Linked DNA regions of Anas platyrhynchos: regions 1 and 2 are each linked to region 3. The links are chromatin contacts, called in public Hi-C maps. All regions are on one chromosome and are shown on one strand. The core of a region is the stretch at or near the end of the contact, and the rest is flanking DNA. Distances in the headings are between cores, read along the strand shown. Region 1 holds the start of LOC101796889 (protein mono-ADP-ribosyltransferase PARP12). Region 2 overlaps LOC101797243 (a long non-coding RNA gene). Region 3 overlaps TRIM24 (tripartite motif containing 24).

Evidence for each region. A called contact is a pair of places that touch in the nucleus more often than the background predicts.
Region 1: a Hi-C map of skeletal muscle shows a contact between it and region 3, with 2.8 times the contacts expected there. The contact joins the promoter of LOC101796889 here to the enhancer-like site in region 3. A contact is called at or near these places in 3 of 8 Hi-C or Micro-C datasets (liver, skeletal muscle and subcutaneous adipose tissue).
Region 2: a Hi-C map of liver shows a contact between it and region 3, with 7 times the contacts expected there. The contact joins two enhancer-like sites. A contact is called at or near these places in 7 of 8 Hi-C or Micro-C datasets (F1 follicle, F5 follicle, liver and 3 more).

What each region holds. Positions count from the first base shown.
Region 1 is chr1:60,020,574-60,023,273 of IASCAAS_PekinDuck_T2T, forward strand. LOC101796889 (protein mono-ADP-ribosyltransferase PARP12) reads right to left here and starts at 1,258. Exons shown (of 9, transcript XM_027448295.3): 1 at 1,157-1,258.
Region 2 is chr1:59,910,858-59,913,557 of IASCAAS_PekinDuck_T2T, forward strand. LOC101797243 (a long non-coding RNA gene) reads right to left here. Exons shown (of 4, transcript XR_011809703.1): 3 at 2,039-2,091; 4 at 1-777. Among named protein-coding and RNA genes, the nearest start is that of AKR1D1, 25 kb to the right of the region's middle. Within about 2 kb of position 1,439, at least 1 of the 8 cell types and tissues checked has an H3K27ac peak or open chromatin away from gene starts, as enhancers often do.
Region 3 is chr1:59,764,843-59,767,542 of IASCAAS_PekinDuck_T2T, forward strand. It overlaps TRIM24 (tripartite motif containing 24), which reads right to left. Exons shown (of 19, transcript XM_072038792.1): 16 at 1,604-1,736; 17 at 118-192. Among named protein-coding and RNA genes, the nearest start is that of ATP6V0A4, 56 kb to the left of the region's middle. Within about 2 kb of position 1,424, at least 6 of the 8 cell types and tissues checked have an H3K27ac peak or open chromatin away from gene starts, as enhancers often do.

The DNA of each region.
Region 1 (2,700 bases), core at 8-2,507, 260 kb after region 3:
AAGGGTCCACAAAAAAAAAGGCCTGGCAGCCCCACGGACTGCCAGGGCAAAGAGAAGGAAGGACTCGGCTCTCCTTTGTAGCCTTAGCTTGTTCCACTGCTGTCTTCAGACTGTGGTTGCTCTTTATACACGGTAACACCAGCCAGGCCTGTTCCTAGAAAAACACTCCCAATCTCCTGATTCCTTTTTTTTCAAATCCCATTGCAGGGGATTCATAAGACCCAATGCTCCCATTAACTTTTTTTTTTTTTTTTTTTTTTTTTAATGCGGCCACACTTTCTCTCCCCTCCGCACAGCAGTATGTTGCTGCCATGACAGGGAAACGGGGAGTTTTTGGATACTATGAGTGGGATGTGACTGAGAAAAGTCAGATGAGGTTTCCAGCAGTTTTTCTCCCCTGTTCCCCCCATCCCTATTCCCTCTCCCCTTACTCCACACACTATTGCTAATCCCTGCTCAGACCCAGAGCTCCTGCTCTGCTGTCACACCCTCTGCTTTCCGAAACCATAAACTTGAGCCCTGCTTTCACTTTCACTTTCTAGTGTTTCTGCTCTGTATTGTTTTGTTTCCACTCAACATCTTACCCCAACTAGAAAGAAACAGAGGTGAAGCCCTTAATAAAGCAGACAGAAATATGTCACTATCGAGACACCTCGTGTCCTTCACCTTTACCTGAGGTGTTACTATCTGTTCTTGCGCAGGAGAGATACCCTGTAAATTTTCCTTTCATTTCTCCCCAGTAACAGCTTGCGTACATTAAAGACAACCTCACACCACTTTACACACTTCCTCCTCCTTCATGGTGGATGAATTGAGGAAGGCAAACGCAGCGTATGGCCTGACTAATAACAAGCAGGTGTCCTTCCAGCAAAAAGCAAAACCCACAAACCGTAAAATCACCGACTTCCTCCCCTCTCCCACCTCAGATGCACCCCAGAAAAGATGTCAGAGCCCTTCAGACCCCTACTCACGGTCCTGCCACCAGGCTGCTAAGCCACCACCCCTGGGTGTGTCAACCACGTGCCTGTGCACCGGACCAGCCTCTGAACCCTTGCTCCACGTTGGAAAGATCCCCTGCATTCAGCGTGACCTTCGGAAATGAAATATGACCAGCCTGCTAGAGCCCCACGTGAACTCCTAGCTGTATGTCCAGTACCTCCTTTTCCTTCCGTGCCTCACTGCGGGGCGTCACAAATGCTTTTCCACTAGCCACCAGCCCCCAGGAAGAGGAGCTGAACAGCGTTTCCTTCAGGTTATTACATCATTTGCATGTACCCCTGCCAGGCATGAGCAGAACGGCCAGGCGGAGCTAATGGTTTTGGCAGATGCATCAATAAAAATCAACGTTCCTATGAGCCAGCATAGCTTAACTTTCTTGCTGGATTTCTGTCGTCACGTACCAGTGGTTACCTTGCACCGATGCCTCCTGTTCCTCAAACAGCCAGCGATACTCCAGATCTTCTCCTTTCGAGATTCCTGTCAGGAGCAGCTTCTGCTGAACATCGTTTTTGGAAGCCCAATGCTACCATTGCCTTGCAAAACATACACTGATCTCAACACAGAAAGGGGGTGCAAGTCCCAGCACGTGCTCTGTGCTGGTTCTGCATCATTCAGAGGGGTTTTCAGAGGGCAGCATTGCACAGTGACCCAAGCCAGTGCAAAGCAAGCACAGAGCTCTGCAGGGTAGAGTTAAACCACACAGAGCTCTGGAGTCTCCTGAGAATCTTTATTCCTTTACTTTGAACTCCGAAGCTCCTCTCTGCTTTTCCCTGCAGAAATGAAAGGAGGGTGAAGAGCTTTCCAACCTGATCTCTGGCCTTCCAGTTCAGAAGATTGACAGGGTTTCCCAGCAGAGCTCTGAAGCATAAAGCTTAATAATAGCTCAAGTAATGCTAACCACGTAAACCTACTCAGATGCAACCATTCTATTTTAGTTTAGTTACATGAGTTACATTCAGTGGAATTGCCCAGAACAGTTTTATCTCCTGATGATCTAGTCAGACCAGATCAGTGGTGGCAAAACATAAAGCTCTGTTTTCGTTTCTGGAAAGGCTGCACCCTGAGTGCATTTTATACACACAGGATAAAAAAAGAAACAGAAATGTGATTATGAAGTTGAACCTTGATTCTTCCCCATCTAGCCTTTTCTGACTGGCTTTTCACCTCCCGTATAGTATCTGTCTCTCATCTCCATAGTTGTGCAACTTCTATGCTTCTCTGACTGATTAGATTTATAAGATCAGATCCTGCAGGTTCATTTTTGCATATGTGAATTCTCTAGTAAAATACTCTTCTGAACTGAAGCCAAGCTTTTCAGTAGACACAAGGTACCAGCTCTAGGAAAAACATTCTGGCTTGGTAGAAAATGTTTGCATAGCTCTGCTTGGAACAGTATAGCATCCTCTCTAAAACAAACAACTTGCCACAACCTGGACACCTGAACTCACTGTAAACTGATACCTTCTAACTTCTTTTTTTTATTATTATTGCTTTTAACTGCAGTGACTGCCATGTAGCTGTTGAACCTCAGATTCCTGCTGTCAATGTAACAGCAGTAGTAGACGTGTCTGCATTTTGAGGATCTGACAGGTCTGTGAACAGACATTCTACATCCCTGCAAGATAAGATCCTTTTCCTGCATAGTCAGCAGAGGCGCCCAGGTGTGGTTTCCCTACATTTGTCAAATGATTTATCATCCAT
Region 2 (2,700 bases), core at 189-2,688, 150 kb after region 3:
CCCTTAGCCGATCTTCTCAACAAAGACCTCACTGAAAAACTGCAATACCTTCCATTTTTATAAGAGCACTTCCACTGAAGCACTTCTTTTGTCCATTCTTTCAGTTAACAAAATAAACACATTTTTCACAATAACTGGGGTTATTTTCTAATTATTACGTTACTGGAAGGTGCTTAAAAATAGACTGAAGATATAAGAGCAGCACACAATAATTACAATGCAAACCAATAAATGTCAAATAATTGTAAACTCCCCGTTTGTACACAATGTGATACTAATGCCATAGATACAAAATGCACTTCCAATTCTAACGCTATCTTGGAGAGAGGCTCTGGTCTGAAAAATTGCCAGCAACAGTATTGGCAGGGTTCCATTTTTGTGTTTTTCAAAGGTTTGGTAGCAAATACACTCATGGATTTTGTTCCTCTTTATTTTATTACTTTCCAGCAGGGATCTGAGAATCAAGCTGGGTTTTCCATCTCCAGCATCACCATTAGTAATAAAGGCTATGTCAGCCAAATTATGATCATAATAATCTGCGAGCAGTTGTTCTGTTTTAGGAGATTTGCTCAGACATTGCTCGGTGAAGAAGTCCCAGGATGGCGAGTAGCACATGTGGATACCTTGGTGCATGAGGAGGATGAGCATTACTGGCTCCCGCAGGTTTAAATAAAGTAGAAAGCAGCAAATACTTCATTTTGGTCATTTGGGCAGGCAGATGCGACTCTGAATACACAACAGCTTGGTTTGTGCAATTGCACACCGCAGCAGCACATCCTAAGAAACAGATTACAGTCCATCAGTTCTTACCCACATTCAAGAAATACTGATAATGCACTAAACACCATCCGGGCAGATAATCCCTCACTGATGCTTTCAGAGCGGTGTGGGGACACGTGCATCTCCCTAGGTGTGCAGCAGCAGCACAAGGTACACGGAGCACTGGGGGGGACAGGGGCAGGGAGGACTTGCCCCACACAAGCTCAGTTGAATCCTTGCAAGGGCACGGGCTTGCCAAGCGGCGCAGATGCCCGCACCGAGGTGTCAGCTGTGGGAGCGAGGGACATATGGAAGCGCAGCTTCCACTCCAGTGAAAACACGGCCACACATCTACGGCACAGGGAGGAATTAACTCTTACAGGACTGCAGGAGAGACCAGCACAGTCCTATTGCTAGGGCCGGGAAATGTAAAGAGAGGTTTGGGGAGGACAGGAAGGAGCAAGAAGCTAGGGAGGTTTCCCTGTGCCCCCTTAGGCACTGCCTCCAAGAGCCTTGCCAAACTCTCCCTGCTCCGTGCCATATACCTACACCAGCCCACCTCCCCCAGGGGCTGCTGCCTCTCCCCACAGCCCCTTCCCCTCTCTGCAGGGAGGCACAAAGCTTCTGGGGCTACGGCCACACCAGCAAGGAGAGAGGTGGCCCTGAGGACCTCCCCGAGGAGCCTGGCAAGTGCCTTCTGCTGTCCCCGCAAGGCTGGGTCCCCAGTGGGTGTCAGTTTCAATAGGAACCCACCCCAAAGATCCAAGTCACCACGAGGGTGCAAGAAAACCCCAAAGCTACGTGCCCTTGATCCCAGCAGCTCTGCTGGGGGGCTGCCAGGACCCCCTCATGCTGCCCAAGCCTGCGTTGGGGTTGGCAGAAGTCAGCCACCGCCACACTGTCCAGCTGAGCTACCCGGCATTTCCTAGCGCTACCAGCGGGGAAATTTGGGTTGCCCCTGGAAGAAACGCCCCGTCAGAACAAACACCTTCCTACAAGGGACTCTCTTCCCTTGGAGAATTAAGTGAAAAGAGGAAGAAGAAGCCAGGGGGACGAGCGACATACTTCACTCGGGTGACAAGGGACACCTAGTGGCACCGCGGCTCCCTTCACTGCGCACACGGCGCTCCTGCTGCAGCCCGTGGGCAGGGACAGCTGTCCCATTGGGGACGGACAGCTGTCCCTGCAGGGACAGACTGCCACCTGCCTGACCCAGAGGTGTGCCACCCTGCTGCTGTTGGACGAAGAAACAGCACCTGCCTCCCACCGAACATCTCACCTGGCTGCAGAGATCCTTCGCCTTCTCTGTGCTCGTCTTTCAGGACAGCTTCTCTGTTAGGAAAAAATGTATATATTCACAGTAAGGGGACGGTTATTTCTAGGGTCTGTGATGGATAAAAAAGCATGTAACTCGCTCCCTTTACTCAGAGGAGTATATGGCTTTAGAGGAGCTCACGCCTGCATGAAAGTGAAATGAACTATACACAGCTATACCAGGACTCTTCTGGTTTGGAACCCAAATCACTTGGCAGGACAGGGTTTAAAACTAATGAGAGAAACAATTGCACCAGGAAAGCTGAGGCAGTGGCTTCTCATGGCAAGATGGGGGCAGACTGAGGATGAAAACCTGCTATTTCTTTAGTTCTACCGCTTGCTCAAACAAAGCTCAGACCAGGCTGCTCTGCCTCTTGTCCCCACTCCAGTACCTCTGAGGACTACTGCCCCCCAAGTCAATACATTCAGGGCCCTTCCTGCCAAACCGCTCCCCAGCCTCTATCAGCACCAGGGTTCATCCAGCCCAAGTGCAGAACTCAGCATCTCTCCTGGTTGAATTTCTTAAGGTCCCCATTGGCGTACTTCTCCCACCTGTCTGAGCCTGTCTGGGTGACAGTCCTGCCCTCGAGCACACCAAAGTCATCCAGTCTGTCTTCACTACAGCCA
Region 3 (2,700 bases), core at 174-2,673:
GTAGAACTAAAAATGTTCAACGCACTCAATGTGCAGGAAACTTGACTTCTGATAACGAGCATAACAATGCCATTACAACCACTTCCATTATGGAAATGAAAGAAGTGAAGTACATACCGTGGGAGGAACTGGATCTTGAAAAGCAAGACTCATTTCATGACAGTAGAGGTATAGCAGCAATCTTTCACATTTCTGTATCAAGAAAAATAGATACCCAAGTAAAAAAAAACTACATAATTTGTCCTAAAATAATGAACTACAGAAAAAAACGAACAAATGCTCAGTACTCCTCCCAGCCCCTAAGCAGAAAAGTGAGCACAGAAACTGTATTAGGAAGCAAGCCTGTCATAACTAATGGTCTGCAGCATTCATTCTCGCAATATTTACATCCTATTATTATTAATTCTCAAATGCATGCTATGAAGCCTGACGTAGTTACTAATGGTGTTATTCAGTATTTGCTGAGTCCAGCAAACATTCCACAGAATAAAAATAGCACATGTGGCTCTGAGCTTTTTATAAATATTCAGAGACAACTTTTCCCCGCCCTCCCCCGCCCTGATCTGGGCATAACTGCTCTGTAACTGCAAAGCCTAGAGTGCCTTTTGTTAGCAGTGAGGAAAAATCTATTCTTTGTGTACCCAAGTATATTAAACTGGATCTTGAGCTTGGAAAGAGATTCAGAAAATAGTTTTCTGTGACTTTATGCTTGCTGATCTTTCACTGGAATATTTACAAGACTTGTAACTTACATTTAAAGCAAAATACGAACAGAGCTATTTTTTTCCTTTCAGACTGCAAAGGCAAACAACGGCCCTACCTGTAGACTAAGCTCCCAAATACAATACTCATCTCAGTATATTTACACAGGTTGCCAACAGGAACCAAGTAAAACACTGCTGAAGTTTCCAACAGACCTCAGAATTGTTTTAAAATAAGTTTTTAATAAAGAAACAAAGAGATATAAAAAAAAATAAAAAGACACCAACAAAAATCAAAAACAAGAAAAAAAAATCAAGAATCCAAAACATTCCGGCAAGCAGTTCAACCTTCTGTTCAAAGGCACAAGTTATTTTTGTTTAACTCTGAGGTTTAAGGCAAAACCAAATTATGGTAACTTGTTTGGTTTTTGTTTGTCTTCAACACTTTTCCACCAGAGTATTTGGAGTTTCAAACTGATATAAATTATTCCCAGATATTTTTGTTAATCTGTGCATCTTCACTAGGAAAGATGCTACATAGCTTTTTTAAAAGAATGGTAATAAAGTGCTTTAAAGACAAAAATCATTAGTTGATAAAGTCAATCTATGCTAAAAAACACAAAGAAAAAATTGCTCAAGGCAAGGTCACTGTGCATTAGGTCACTGTTACAAACAGCACTCAATAATTCCTAGAATGCAGTCCCAGTTCAGAGCGTCAGACCACAGGCACTTCTCAGACTTTAAGAATGTGCTGTTCAGTATGTTTACATGAAGGCTGCTAAGACCTCAGAGCTTATTAAGTAAGTTATTTATCCTTTTTACCATCACTTGTTTGATTTTTGTTTGTTTGTTTTAAATGCATGCATGTCATAGTACAAAAAAGCAGCAAGACTCATCCTTACCCTGCGGTCTATTGGCGCCAAACCCACAGTATCTTCCAGTTTTCTTTTTTCAGGGCTGTGAGCGGGTTTATCACAATCATATTCAACTTCTGGCTTGGACAAATCCCGACAGAACGTACAAATCCACTCCCCACTAAAGACAAGACAGACAGAAAAAAGACAGACAGATACGTTAGCCTCACTCTTGGTAAAGTAGCACACTCTTGATAAAAGGCTTTCAACAACAGGGGAATGGTTTGTCGTAAGACTAATGGTGTCTACTTTTATTATTGCTAAAAACTTTTCACTCCTTTGAAAAGTTTCACGGAAGTTCACAAGACTTTGAAAAGTTCATAAAACTTTGACCTCCTAGAATTCAACCAAAGCATTATTAAGAGTTGTACTTTGTAACTACTGAGGGACTGAAGAATTCATTTACAGACAAATGACGTTGGCAAAACAGAAGAAGTGTTAGTGTTATATAGCAAGAACCATATTTTCTCTCTACAAGCTTGATCTACCACGTATCCAGATTAACCTAGACAAAATTTTTTTTGGAAAACTGGATATTCTTCAATCCCTAAATAAACTTTCAGCTATTTCTGATTTTATCAATTACAGTCTAAGAATACACAATAGATGTAATTGGCAGCATATGAACAAGACAAAACTAGTTCCAGAAGGTGACTGCGTTCACTGACTCTCTCATACAATTCGTGAGCATCTCTACTTTTCAGAAGAACTATGAAGAGTCTATGCTTTTAATATAGTTCTCTAGAATAAACTTGTGGAGAACTTGCACTCTTACAGATCACCACAAGAGGGCCGAATTGTACTTTACATAGTAGACAACTCAGCAATAACCATTTATGCGACCTAACTGAGAGCACTTACTCAGAGATCCTATAAGAGTTTTGGAAATGGAAAACAGCTTCTTCAGAACCTTTCAGTTCATTTTGATAGTAAGGCAGAAGACTTCCAATATTAAAAAAAAAGTCTTACTAGTACTTATTTAGAATAACCTTCCACCATCTGCTAGCTTTAGTATACAGAAATGAATAATGGCATTTTCCTTCAAAGAGATTTTTGCCTTCTCCTGTCTTAGCTTAGCAGATTTA